Linked DNA regions of Drosophila melanogaster: region 2 is linked to region 1. The links are chromatin contacts, called in public Hi-C maps. All regions are on one chromosome and are shown on one strand. Each heading gives the region's core, a stretch centred on a gene start, on an enhancer-like site or on the middle of the called end of the contact. The rest is flanking DNA. Distances are from core to core; before and after follow the strand shown.

What was found. A called contact is a pair of places that touch in the nucleus more often than the background predicts.
Region 2: a Hi-C map of the Kc167 cell line shows a contact between it and region 1, with 2.5 times the contacts expected there. The contact joins the promoter of CG31678 here to the promoter of CG31688 in region 1. A contact is called at or near these places in 3 of 107 Hi-C or Micro-C datasets (the Clone 8 cell line, the Kc167 cell line and the ML-DmBG3-c2 cell line) and 2 of 6 datasets of contacts at active chromatin or transcription factors (both in the Kc167 cell line).

What each region holds. Positions count from the first base shown.
Region 1 is chr2L:20,427,214-20,433,157 of dm6, forward strand. It overlaps CG31688, which reads left to right and starts at 1,812. Exons shown (of 5, transcript NM_001273696.2): 1 at 1,812-1,948; 2 at 4,711-5,516. The coding sequence starts at 5,288.
Region 2 is chr2L:20,673,164-20,679,437 of dm6, forward strand. It overlaps CG31678, which reads right to left and starts at 2,778. Exons shown (of 6, transcript NM_165336.3): 1 at 2,474-2,778; 2 at 1,832-2,407. The coding sequence starts at 2,526. IKKepsilon (I-kappaB kinase epsilon) reads left to right here and starts at 2,882. Exons shown (of 7, transcript NM_136204.3): 1 at 2,882-2,950; 2 at 3,031-3,225; 3 at 3,298-4,324; 4 at 4,381-4,660; 5 at 4,716-4,791; 6 at 4,853-4,977; 7 at 5,038-5,816. The coding sequence starts at 3,142. The coding sequence ends at 5,608. It overlaps Cen (Centrocortin), which reads right to left. Exons shown (of 2, transcript NM_136205.4): 2 at 5,758-6,274. The coding sequence ends at 5,957.

The DNA of each region.
Region 1 (5,944 bases), core at 562-3,061:
TCCGGCGAATCCGGGGTTGGCAATAGCTATATTCCCGGGCAGCAGCAGCAGCGTCAGCACCTCCACCAGCCTACTTCGCGCCCACCCACGCTGTGAATCCCCACAAATCTGACTCAGATTCAGATTTAGATAGCGATTCAGATTCAGATACAGATTCAGACAAAGATCAAAGTCCAAGAATCTCCAGCACCTACCTGCAAGCGCCACTGCAATTAGACGCATATTATCCACAAATCAATATTAATCACCAAATCAGCAAAGTAAGCACCGCTTTTCGTTTGTTCGAGCCACACACGCCAAACATAAAGCCAATCAAAACCCATAGAATGCACATACGAGCGCTTTTGTTTTGACCGCCAAACGTTGCACGCCTATCGCCGCCAAATAATCGATATTCGATTGGTAGCGCTTCGAAGGGGTGTAGCTAGCCATGCAATGCGGTTTCCTCCTCGTGAGGTCTAATTATTGAGTATTTACCATTATTTAAGTTGCATTATTTTGATTTTTCTTGAATTTTAAATGCATTGCAAAATTATCGCAAAGTCCACGATAGTTTCGATAGGTTTTTGCTTATCAGAAGGCCAACAAAGTTCGGTTTAACCAGCAGAACCAGGCATATAATATATAATATCCAACTCTTTTATTTGTAAGTGCTTGATTACAGTTTATATGTGGGCTTAAAAATAGAATACTAAACCTAAATGTAAATTAGAAAAATGTGGTACCTTTTTGTTGCTTAAGCTTTCTGATTTTGTAAATGGAAATAATCTTCTATATTGTTATAGTATATAATGTGTTTTAACTAAAGAATTAAGTAGTAGAAGTGAAAGATTTTATATTTCATTAATTCTGTTCAATAATGCCACCTATGCTGATTTCAACTAGGGATTACTTAAAAATATTAAACTACTACTCAAGTTGGACATGCTATGCGATTTTATTTGGCCTAATGGACTTTGGTGTAGATAATGTGTTTTTTAAGTATTGCTCTTGATTATAAGCGTTTTCATGGTTAAATGCTTTTAAACAATTCGTTTAATTTGCAACTGAACTTTAAAATTAAAAATAAATTTACAATTCCACTAGTCAAACACTGGATTTTTCACTTGATCTTATACCTTAGCTTAATAGCATGCAATTTTACGACTAATTTTTGATGGAATCCACTTTAATTTGGAATACATTTCTGCGGCAATAACAAGTTTAAAATAGGCGTCTAGGGCAATTTTCTCTGTATTTCGCACTTTTCGCAGAGTGGCGTCGAACCAAGAAGGCTGTTCGAGTAATGTTTGAATGAAAAACGTGAATGTACTCTTCGCTTGTGTTGGTGTCCACGAATGGAGAACGTGTGTGTATGGGTATGACGTGACGTCACATCATAGGAAGATAATTACTGTAAAAATTGTGTGTTAAGGCATAAAAACAAAATATTAAAAAAGAAAATGCATACTCTTTTAATTATAGTCAATATGATGCAAATTATTTTTGAAATCGAAACAATTTGTGGAACTGAAATCATTTACGAGAATATAAAAATATTTCCTAATTGAAGTTAGCTTGCTGTTAAGTTTCGTTACTAAACTTTAGCTAATTAAAAATACCGCACGGCTTACGATGTTTAAATTAAATACCGAAAAGATTGTGAAAAGCGCGCGAAGGTGAATTTCGTGGTACGGACCCTATATCTGTGCTCCTCTAACGCAAGCGTCGCTTACGGGCGACCCAAACGAGCAGCATCGTGCCGTTGCCTCGCACACTTCACCTCGGGATCCAATCAGATGTTCAGTGCCAACTCGAACGAACGCGTCGAACCAAAGTGACAGCGCTGTGTGTTCGACGTCGGATGTCGTGGGCTCTATAAAGTTTACTCTCCCCACAAGTCAGTGAATGCGGTTGAAATCAGTCGTAAAATACAACAAAGGCAGCGCAGCAGTCTCGCAAATTAAATGTAATTAAGTGCATTTAAGTTTTATACCTACGTGCTTCGATTCCCAATTTTCCTGTCAACAAAGCGCCGAAAACCCCGTGCTACCCAAAATCGCGGCTGTTCTCGCTCCTCTTGTTTTAGGGAATTTCGCGTGTGCTGTCATCGGAATATTCATTGTGTTGCTGCGCGTGTGTTTGTGCGGAGAGCGTGGTAGAAGCTCCACCACATTTGTTATGTCAATAATTAGCAGCCCCAAAAACGAAGCCAGAAATGCGTTGAGGTTGAGGCGTTGATCAAATGGGAAGCACTCCCGGCTTGCCCCGCTTTTCCCGCTCTGTAAATCGCCAAAAAAACTGCGCTTGGCCATCACGTGGAGAATTGATTTTTTGCCAAAAAACGCGACGACTTCATGTGTTCTTTCTTTCCTTTTGTTGGGAAATCCAATGGGAGAGCGGGCTCTGTTTTCCAGTCCAATTGGATTATGCCCGGCCGGGCTTTGTCCAATTGCCAGATTCTTGTTGGCGCTGCTGTCTCCTCTTTTTGAATTACATTAAATATTTAAAGCATATGCAAATTTGAACAGTGGCCCCGTAAAAGGAATAAAGGACCTTTACCTGGCCGCGTCCTCAACGTGCATCCCCCCTCCCCCCCGTGGTTCTTGTTCTTCTTCCTCGGCTCCTCCTGTATCTGTAGTTGTTGTGGTTGTTTTAGTTGCTGCTGTGAACCAGATGACACGCCTTCGGTTTCCCAGTTCCCTGTTTGGTCTGCCAGAGATGAGAGCGAACTAATCTCTTTCCAAATATATTATATTTAAAACCCCTTTCTATTTAAGACAGTTTATTCTTAAATATCAAAATAACCATATGTTATATATTTTAACTGGTAGTTTGATTGCGAATCTTGTTCTTTTCAGTTTATATTTTAAGTAAATACAAATCAAGGCATCTGAACCAACCAATGCCACCCGTCTTCTCTGGAATCTAATTTCAATTCTTTTAACAAAAATTCTGAAGAATGCCTGCCAAATCCCGATATGGTAACAACTTAGCTTCGCCCGGGGCTCATCTCTATTTGGCGGCCTTTCTTCGGGCTTCCAGCGCCTTTAGTGTCGTGCAAATCGTTTTTGTGGTAAGGGGTAACCCTTCTTTTTTCGGGGGTCTGTGGGCCTGGGCCTTTTCTTTTTGCACTTCCTCGTTTTTAGTGTTTTACTGCTTACCCAAATGCCGACACCCGAAATCACTCACACTCGTCGTGGTTTTCCTTTGCAGCAGCTGTGGCTTCCATCTCCGTGCTCCCATTTTCCACGCCTTCTCCGTTTTCCCCGATTCAAATGCATTTCGATTGCTTCGTTATGTGAGTGCACTCAACTTGGGAGCTGCGTGTGTGTGAGTGAGTGTGTGTGTGTGTGGAGGAAGAGGGATTCGTAAACAGTGTTTTCCTTGATGCCATGTGTCTGTAATGCAACGGTTGTCTATCCTGCGCCGTCTCGTGTCTTTTCCTAGCTGCTGTTTCCATTTCGCACGAACGCTTTCCCGGCCCAACAGTTCCATGTCCTTGTCACCCCTCAAAAGCCGCCCAAACACCCAACCACCCAACTGCCCCTTGCCCCGCCCCCTTTTGGCCCACTTGGGCGACACGTGCTCATTATGCCGCTTCAAATTTTACTCCACTTTCCGACTGTCGCTGCCGTGCGACTCCTTCTGCGGATGTTCCTTGAAACAACAGTTTGCTTAAGCTATACGATCCAAAATCAAAAGGGTGAATTTTTTAAGCCTACATTTAGCTACATTTATCCTTGATCAACAGGATATAGGCATGTCCATCTGTTGTCCGTCCGTAAGTTCGTCCGTTTCAACGCAATCAAGTCTCTCCCTCTTAAAACTACAATATCTTAATGAAACTTTACCAAAAATTGTTTAAAAATAAAAAGAAAAAATCAAAAATGAATTGGATTAAAATCGGACGAATATAACATATAGCTGCTATAGGAAGAGTGGGAATATTAATTGAAAATATTAGAAAATAAATCATATCTTCGTTGTTTTTCACCATAAATACTTCTCTACTTTTGGCTTAAATTATTAACTTACATAAATACACATTTTGTTTAATGTACAAAATGCCAGCCAAATCAACCAGCCATTTGGAGCAATACAATCAAAGCACGCTATTATGGCCCGTGACCAAATGTTGGAAGGGTCACCTCTACTACCTCTGGCTCATTGATAACCATAACAATCTTGTTTGCTGTTTGCACTTGGCAATTAAAAACTTGTTGATTGTGGGCGCTCCAGTGCTCGTACTCTGGGTGGTGGTACTCTAGTGGCAACTACCCACAATATGGGATGATTCCACACAGCCAAACTGCAGCAGCCGCCCAAGCACTAATATTTGATTTATGTGAGCTAGTCCATGGTCTGTGGAGCCATAAAAGGTTGTTTAGGGAGATGAGATGATCGCCCTTGGGGCTGACTGGTCAGTAAAGACCACTAAGACCACTTCCATTTAGTTGCTTATTAACGCTTGGATACTTACAACCGTGTATGATTAATAGCACTTGTTCGCCAAAGACTTGCACACTTATTTATTTTGATTTTTCAACCCTTTTCTGTACTTAAAATAGCTTAACTACTTAGAATAGATATATATATATATTTAAGTTCTCTTTCGTAAACTGCTATGTGCTTTAGTATAAGTATTGTATGATGATACCTGTCCAATACCATGGTACAATATCTAACCAATAATTCTCTATATATATCTCTCTCTCTTTTGTTTTGCAGTTGCTGATAACGTATACAAGTGGCAATAACAGAATAAATTAAGCCGGAAAAAAGGTCGAAAGGCCAAAAGTGAAATCCAATCCGGTGTGAAAACCAGTGCAAAAGTCAACAACTTGTGGGAGTCGAGCGTTCGTCCTCGAGTCCTTGAATCCTGCCAGTGTGCTCAGTGCTTTAAGTGTGCCAAGTGTGCGTCTGCGTGTGCGTGAGCGTGAGCCTGTGAGTGCGTCCGGGTAGCGGAGAAGCCACAACGTCGTCCACAAAACCATCGACGTCCACAGCCGCCGCCGCCGCTGCTGCTGCTGCCGCCGCTGCAGGTTCGGGATCGGGACAAGGTTCGGGAGCGGGTGCGGTATCAGGAACTGCTCCAGGCCACCAGAGGAGCGGCGGACGAAGCGGCCAGCGACGTCGCAGTAGCAGCGGTAATCCACACGCCGGCACAACGAAAGCGACCAGTGGCAGCGGTGGAGCTGGCAGCGCCGGCGGAGGAGGAGGCGGCGGCGGCGGCAGCGGTGGAGGCGGGGTCAAGCAGAGCGTCAGCCGGAACAGCAACATCCGGAGCAGCAGCTCCAACAGCACCATGGCCTCTGCCAACCATCGCGGTGGCGGCGGACGCGGTGGAGGTGGCGCTGTCGCCGGTGCCGGAGCGGATGGCAATGCAATCGTGGGCCTGCAGATCGGCTCCGCCTGGTTTCAGCGCAAGATCAACCTGAGGCCGCAGCACCGCGGCGTCCACCTGGTCACCGAGGAGATACTCCGACAGATGCCGGAGCTGGCGCACTTCTCAGTGGGATTATGTCACATGCAAAGTGAGTGATTTCAATGATTTTCTATTACCTCATTGCTATCGAAATGTTCGAGCTAATTATGTTTGGGGCACTGCCTTCCTTCCAAAATCATATCGGTTACCAAGTTTTCGCTGCTAAGGTTCCACTTTGGCCATTTAGCATATCCTGGCACTTTTCTGGCGGCCCTCACAAGTGATTATCCGGAATCCGAGGCTCAAATGTCAGTTAATCGTGGGGTGGCAGCTGGAAAAGCGCTCTTCAATTTTTTTTTTAGCCACCACCTCATTTCCATCGCATCCATCTTATTCCGCTCCCTGTCGATTTATACACTTCGAAAAGCGATTCACAACTAGGAAGCAGAGCTGGAAGAAGTATGCTACTTTACTCCCACAGAAAAAGCCACCCATAGGGGTTTTAAGACTCTGGCAATGGAAAAGTTTCCGGACATT
Region 2 (6,274 bases), core at 1,528-4,027, 250 kb after region 1:
TGAATGAAATGACCGGCCGGCCGGCCAGCAGTAGATAGGCTCAGACTGACTGGCGGAGGAGGCATTTAGAAAGTACATACACTCACGGAGGGGAAAATAAATTGAAAAACTGTAAAGCAAATTACCAGCAAAAGGCATTGTGACAAGACAACGCGTGGGAGATCGCCGGAGCACTGGAGCTGGAGCTGGATTGCGATTGCAATTGGAATCGGTTTCGGTCGGTATGGAAGTGGCGTTGGGTCTGGACAGAGACAGTTTCGTATATAATTCACATATAGTTTGGCCCCCGGTTACGAAATGCCCGCGAATGAGTTATATTTGAAATACTTTAGCACATGTCGGTTTAACTGCTAAAACGCAATAAACCCAGGGCTATATAAGCACCTAAATTGGCGAAAGGAATTTCCAGAGACAACGTTTTGGGCAGTCATTACATGTGTATAAACCAATAGCGCATTCCGTTCAATAACCAATCGTCTCGAGACAAAATCAATCATATATCTCGAGGAAAAGCATTCTAGAACTGCAAAGTAATTAACAAAGAAAAAATATGAGATATCTGTGAGCAGATCGAAATCTGAAACTTGATAAGATAGCACCCATGAAAGTGTGTGGCGCCAGAGAACATCTAAGAATAGATGCCAGTTACGTAGCTCGCTGCAATTATTGCACTTAATCAATAGCCAGCCAGCTCTATCAATGAAACGAAAACAAGTGAATGTGGTTACTACGTTATACTATGCATGGCGTACGAGCAAAACAAATTGCAGTCGCAGCCACAAAGATTAACGACGTGGCACACTCGCGTGCAAGTAAGTAAACAAAACTCTGGGAAATGCCGGGGAAAATGTTGGAAAACGCTCGGATGTCTCACGCATCTGGTGTGGTGGATAGCATCGTATCCCATCGATAATCATGTTATTGGACAGTTCTATTTATAGGCAACAAAAGCAAAGCGCCAGCTAAACATTTTGCGATGACCTTGCCAACAAGCTAGTGAGTGAAAGGCATCTTTGATCTCATCCAGCTGTTGGTGGGCTGCAGCATGTGAGCGAACCTAAATCGTGCCCACCACCTCAAGACGTGACAACAACAAGCCCCGAGTACTGATAAGGGTCATTGGGGGACTAAGAGCCCCTATATAAAACACTATAGCCTTAATTCAGCTGATAACAGCGCGAGTTTTGAGATGACTGCGTTCGCCTGGGAATTTCATCTATGTACATATGACCATGTATTTAGTTATTATTCTTAGTTTCCGTACTGGCTAATCTCTTTGGCTCAAGGCTGTGCTCCTTCATGGGATGGGTAATTGCATATCAGCGATGCAGTACACTTTTTGCCTTTTTTATATGCCTCACACATTAAGCCCCTGTATTTTTCGTCAGTTTCCTTCTTTCCCTTTTAAATAAGTTAGCATTGGCCTTTGTTGTAGCCCTCTTTCATGTTCAAGTTCAAGTAAATAAGTCACGTCGATTGAAAAATACTTTCATACTAATGACAAAAATTACGCCAGCGGGAAATACTTCCCGTGGAAACACAAATAGAAAGGCACGTCAGTGCGTCACAAGAACTTATCAGCGAAAACCCCATGAAGTGTGCACATACATGTAACTAGGTGTACAAACGGCAGCGGTGAACTTTGAAGTAAAAAGGTTTCAAACTAAATTATTATAATAGATCTCCAAAATAAAATTATCTTTTCCAAAAATATATAACTCACTTATCCACAACAATAATATTATATAAATTCCAAGCTAAAGGTATTCTTATAAATCCTGCATAACCACTACAACATTGACCGCGAGTGTGGGATCAATAAACCACTCACCTTTCTTCCGCCTGCGGTAGTTGTGGTGGTTCCTGCAGCTCCGGCGCTTTCGGCTGCCCCGTCGCCGGCTCCTCCTGCTCCAATTGCTTTGGTTGGTCTAATTGCTGCGATTCACTAAATCTATGCACTTTACCGGCACTGCTACGCTTATTATAATTTAATTGATTATTTGGCACTTGGGCGGTGGATGAGGACGCGCCACCCACATCAGCGGCTAAATCGATTTCACTAATATATTCACTATGGCTTTTGGTCCGCTGCTGGTCAGATAGCGCGGGCAGCTCCTTTACAGGCACTGACGTGTCCCCAGATATTGGCCGATTGCCAGTTTGGGGCACTTCGGCGAAGGAGGAGGAGGAGGATGTGGCAACGATGGGCACGCCCTCCTGTGCAGAGGGCAACAAAACTCCAGCTCCGTTGTGGAGTGGCGGGGGTGGAGGTTCCGGCCTTGGAGGCGCCGCCGGTTCCTCGGGCTCTATGTGGGTTTTCCGAGCTGCATCCTTGGCTGAGTCGCCAGCCCTGCTTGGGATTTGTGAGTCTGCAGCTGCCACATTGTCGTACAACCAGAAACAGCAGCTGCAATCGGAAAATCCACTTAGAAATCGCTCCATATAGGCATGGATGGTATCTGTGTCAGCTCACCTCAGCAGCAGATTTATGAACATAAAGCGCACCAAGTGCAGCCGCATGTGCATCGTTTTAGTCGCTTTGACTTAACTTAACCGTGGCTAGTGCCCAATTCGCTAATTTACTATACTATTTTTGCGAACAGGCGAGGCCCGCGTTCGCCAAAAAGTACGTGTACCGTCGGGCCAGAGCTTTTGACATGGATTCGGTGATATTTTTTCACTCGATATCGATCTCGGGTTTAGCATGCGGCCAGCTCCATTGTGATTTAGTTAAAATAATAATAATAAATCAAAAAGCGCTGCAAAAATGTCAACGCGCACGTAAAATAACAAAAAACTGGAGGTGCCCGTGCACGCGATAGGCAGCTATCGAAGTAGCAGCTATTGTGGGAAGCAGTCACAGTACTTTCTATCGACTGCACTGGTTAACAAAGAACATGAAACGGGTTATAATATTTCCCTAGCAGATATGTTTAATACAATTGTGTGTGTACGTAATAAAACAGACAATCTAAATAGAATAATTATATATTTTATTGATAGTTCCAAAATAAACATGTTGTTTTGCAGTGTTATCGTATTATCGATAGACCTTCCTTACCAGTGTTTTTGTTTGTCACAATCGAGAAGGCGCTTGGAGTTATATCAAAAAATAAAAAATAGGAGGAAAACAGCCGCGAAATGTCCTTCCTGCGCGGTTCCGTGAGCTATGTGTGGTGCACCACCAGCGTCCTGGGAAAGGGAGCCACCGGTTCCGTGTTCCAGGTTAGTGTGCTTAACGGTGTTCCGAATTTCCCACCTGACTCACTTTCCTTTCGTATTTTCCTTGTCTTTTAGGGGGTCAACAAGATCACCGGCGAATCGGTGGCGGTGAAGACCTTTAATCCCTACAGTCACATGCGACCGGCTGATGTGCAGATGCGGGAGTTCGAGGCCCTGAAAAAGGTCAACCACGAGAATATAGTAAAGCTGTTGGCGATCGAGGAGGATCAAGAGGGGCGTGGTAAGGTGATCGTGATGGAGCTCTGCACAGGCGGAAGTCTCTTTAACATCCTGGACGATCCTGAGAACTCGTACGGTCTGCCGGAACACGAGTTCCTGCTGGTCTTGGAACACTTGTGCGCCGGAATGAAGCACTTGCGGGATAACAAGCTGGTGCATCGCGATCTGAAGCCCGGAAACATAATGAAGTTCATCTCGGAGGACGGGCAAACCATATACAAGCTTACTGATTTCGGTGCTGCTAGAGAACTGGAGGATAATCAGCCGTTTGCCTCTCTATACGGCACAGAAGAGTATCTTCATCCCGATCTCTACGAGCGCGCTGTGCTGAGGAAGTCAATCCAGCGATCGTTCACCGCCAATGTGGATTTGTGGTCGATTGGGGTCACGCTCTACCATGTGGCCACCGGAAATCTGCCTTTTAGACCTTTTGGTGGAAGGAAAAACCGAGAGACCATGCACCAAATCACTACCAAAAAGGCTTCTGGGGTGATTTCCGGCACTCAGCTGTCCGAGAATGGACCAATTGAATGGTCCACCACGTTGCCACCGCACGCCCATCTCTCGCAGGGACTGAAAACCCTGGTGACGCCTCTTCTAGCTGGACTTCTCGAGGAGAATAGGGAAAAGACCTGGTCTTTCGATCGTTTCTTCCACGAGGTGACGCTCATCCTCCGCAAGCGTGTCATTCATGTGTTCTTCACCAATCGGACTAGTTCGGTGGAAGTGTTCCTAGAGCCAGACGAGCAAATTGACAACTTCCGAGAGCGTATTTTCCTGCAAACAGAGGTGCCGCTGGAGAAGCAGATCCTTTTGTTCAACAACGAGCATCTGGAGAAGAAGGTTACTCCACGAACGATAGGTGAGTCAGTGCCTTTTAAATATAATGGTAATTGAAAAACAATTTATACATTCCAGCTAAAGCATTCCCTGCCACCACAACAGATCAGCCAATATTCCTCTACAGCAACGACGACAACAATGTTCAGTTGCCCCAGCAATTAGATCTCCCCAAGTTCCCAGTGTTCCCTCCCAATGTTTCAGTGGAGAACGACGCCAGTCTGGCAAAGTCCGCTTGCAGCGTTGGCCATGAATGCAAAAGACGCGTGGACATCTTTACTTCCATGGATATCCTTATTAAGAAGGGAGTGGAGCACTTCATAGAGATGCTAGTGACCACAATAACTCTACTATTGAAGTAAGTAAAAGGAGGAGAAACTTTATTATCAAATAATAAGTTAATTAAATTTCAGAAAAACTGAGAGTTTTGACAACTTGCTTTCCACTGTGATTGATTATGCAGATGTGGTGCACAGCATGGCCAGAGTGGTAAGTGGCTAGGTCTCCCTGTGGATAACTCCTTGGTATAATCGCATTGGTATTCTTTTAGACTAAAGGAGATCAGGAGATAAAGACCCTGCTGACTGCCTTGGAAAATGTCAAAAGCGACTTTGATGGAGCCGCGGATGTGATCTCGCAGATGCACAAACATTTTGTGATAGATGACGAACTTAAGTAGGTTTTGTTGGAAATATGCTTGGATTAAGTTATAATTCCAATCGATTTCTTATCCAGCGATCAATGGACCTCCTCCATGCACGGAAAGAAGTGTCCTTGCAAGACCAGAGCCAGTGCCCAGGCCAAGTATCTGGTAGAAAGGCTGCGGGACTCCTGGCAGCACTTGCTCCGGGATCGTGCAACGCGCACACTGACCTACAACGACGAACAGTTTCATGCCCTGGAGAAGATTAAAGTGGATCACAATGGCAAACGGATAAAGGCCTTGCTTTTGGATAACGTAAATCCGACAGTGGCACAAATCGCAGAGTGCCTGGCGGACTGGTATAAGTTGGCTCAGACCGTCTACCTTAAAACTCAAATTTTGGAGAAGGACGTGCGCGATTGCGAAAGAAAGTTGAACGGAATACGCGATGAGTTGTATCACGTTAAGTCGGAGCTGAAGCTGGATGTGGACACAAAGACCATAAACAACAATAATCAGCTGGCCAAGATAGAGGAGCGGAATCGGCTAAGGGTCATGCAGCAGCAGCAACAGGAAGTTATGGCTGTCATGAGAACGAACAGCGATATAATAAGTTTGCTTAGCAAACTGGGCATTACCAACGGAAGTCTGGAAAGTAGTTAGACGGGCATATCATGAAAGTGCAAGAATATTTTATTTGCCTTTACTTTGTAAGTTAACAATAAATGTTTACTTTTTTATATCTGAATTTGTAAAGCAACTACATATATTCCTATTGAAACTTGGCTGAATATCGTGAAAGAGTAAGATTTCTGTAGGTCATTAAATTATTTATTTTATCATGCTGAAATAAAATTAAATTTCCGATTATAGTTATTTAGTTATTGTTATTTAACTGTCTATACATGAAAAAGCGGACTAGACTGCATGGCACACACAATTTAAAAATGGTAGAATGCCCTATGGCTAGAATGCACTGTTTAATTGCTTATTTACATTCTCTAAACAAGTTTACTTTTGACGAAACTGATGATGATGACTCTTGCGAATGTTGGCTCCGTTGTGTTGCTGTCGCTGGGAATGTGATCTTGTGGGTCCATGTTCGCCGGCATCGGCCCGGCGCAAAACTTCGGCGTAGGATAAGTCTAACTTTTTAAGTTTATGTAAGTCTTGCGATACCGTGTTATGATAAAACTCGACGCCATTGAGCTCTATTACTCGGCCCCGAGAAGTTTGGGGAGTATTCATATTCTTGTTATAGATCACCATGGGAGAGCCATTCCAGTTGCTTGAGGATGGAGTTGTCCGTCTGCGGTTACTGCGTCCGAA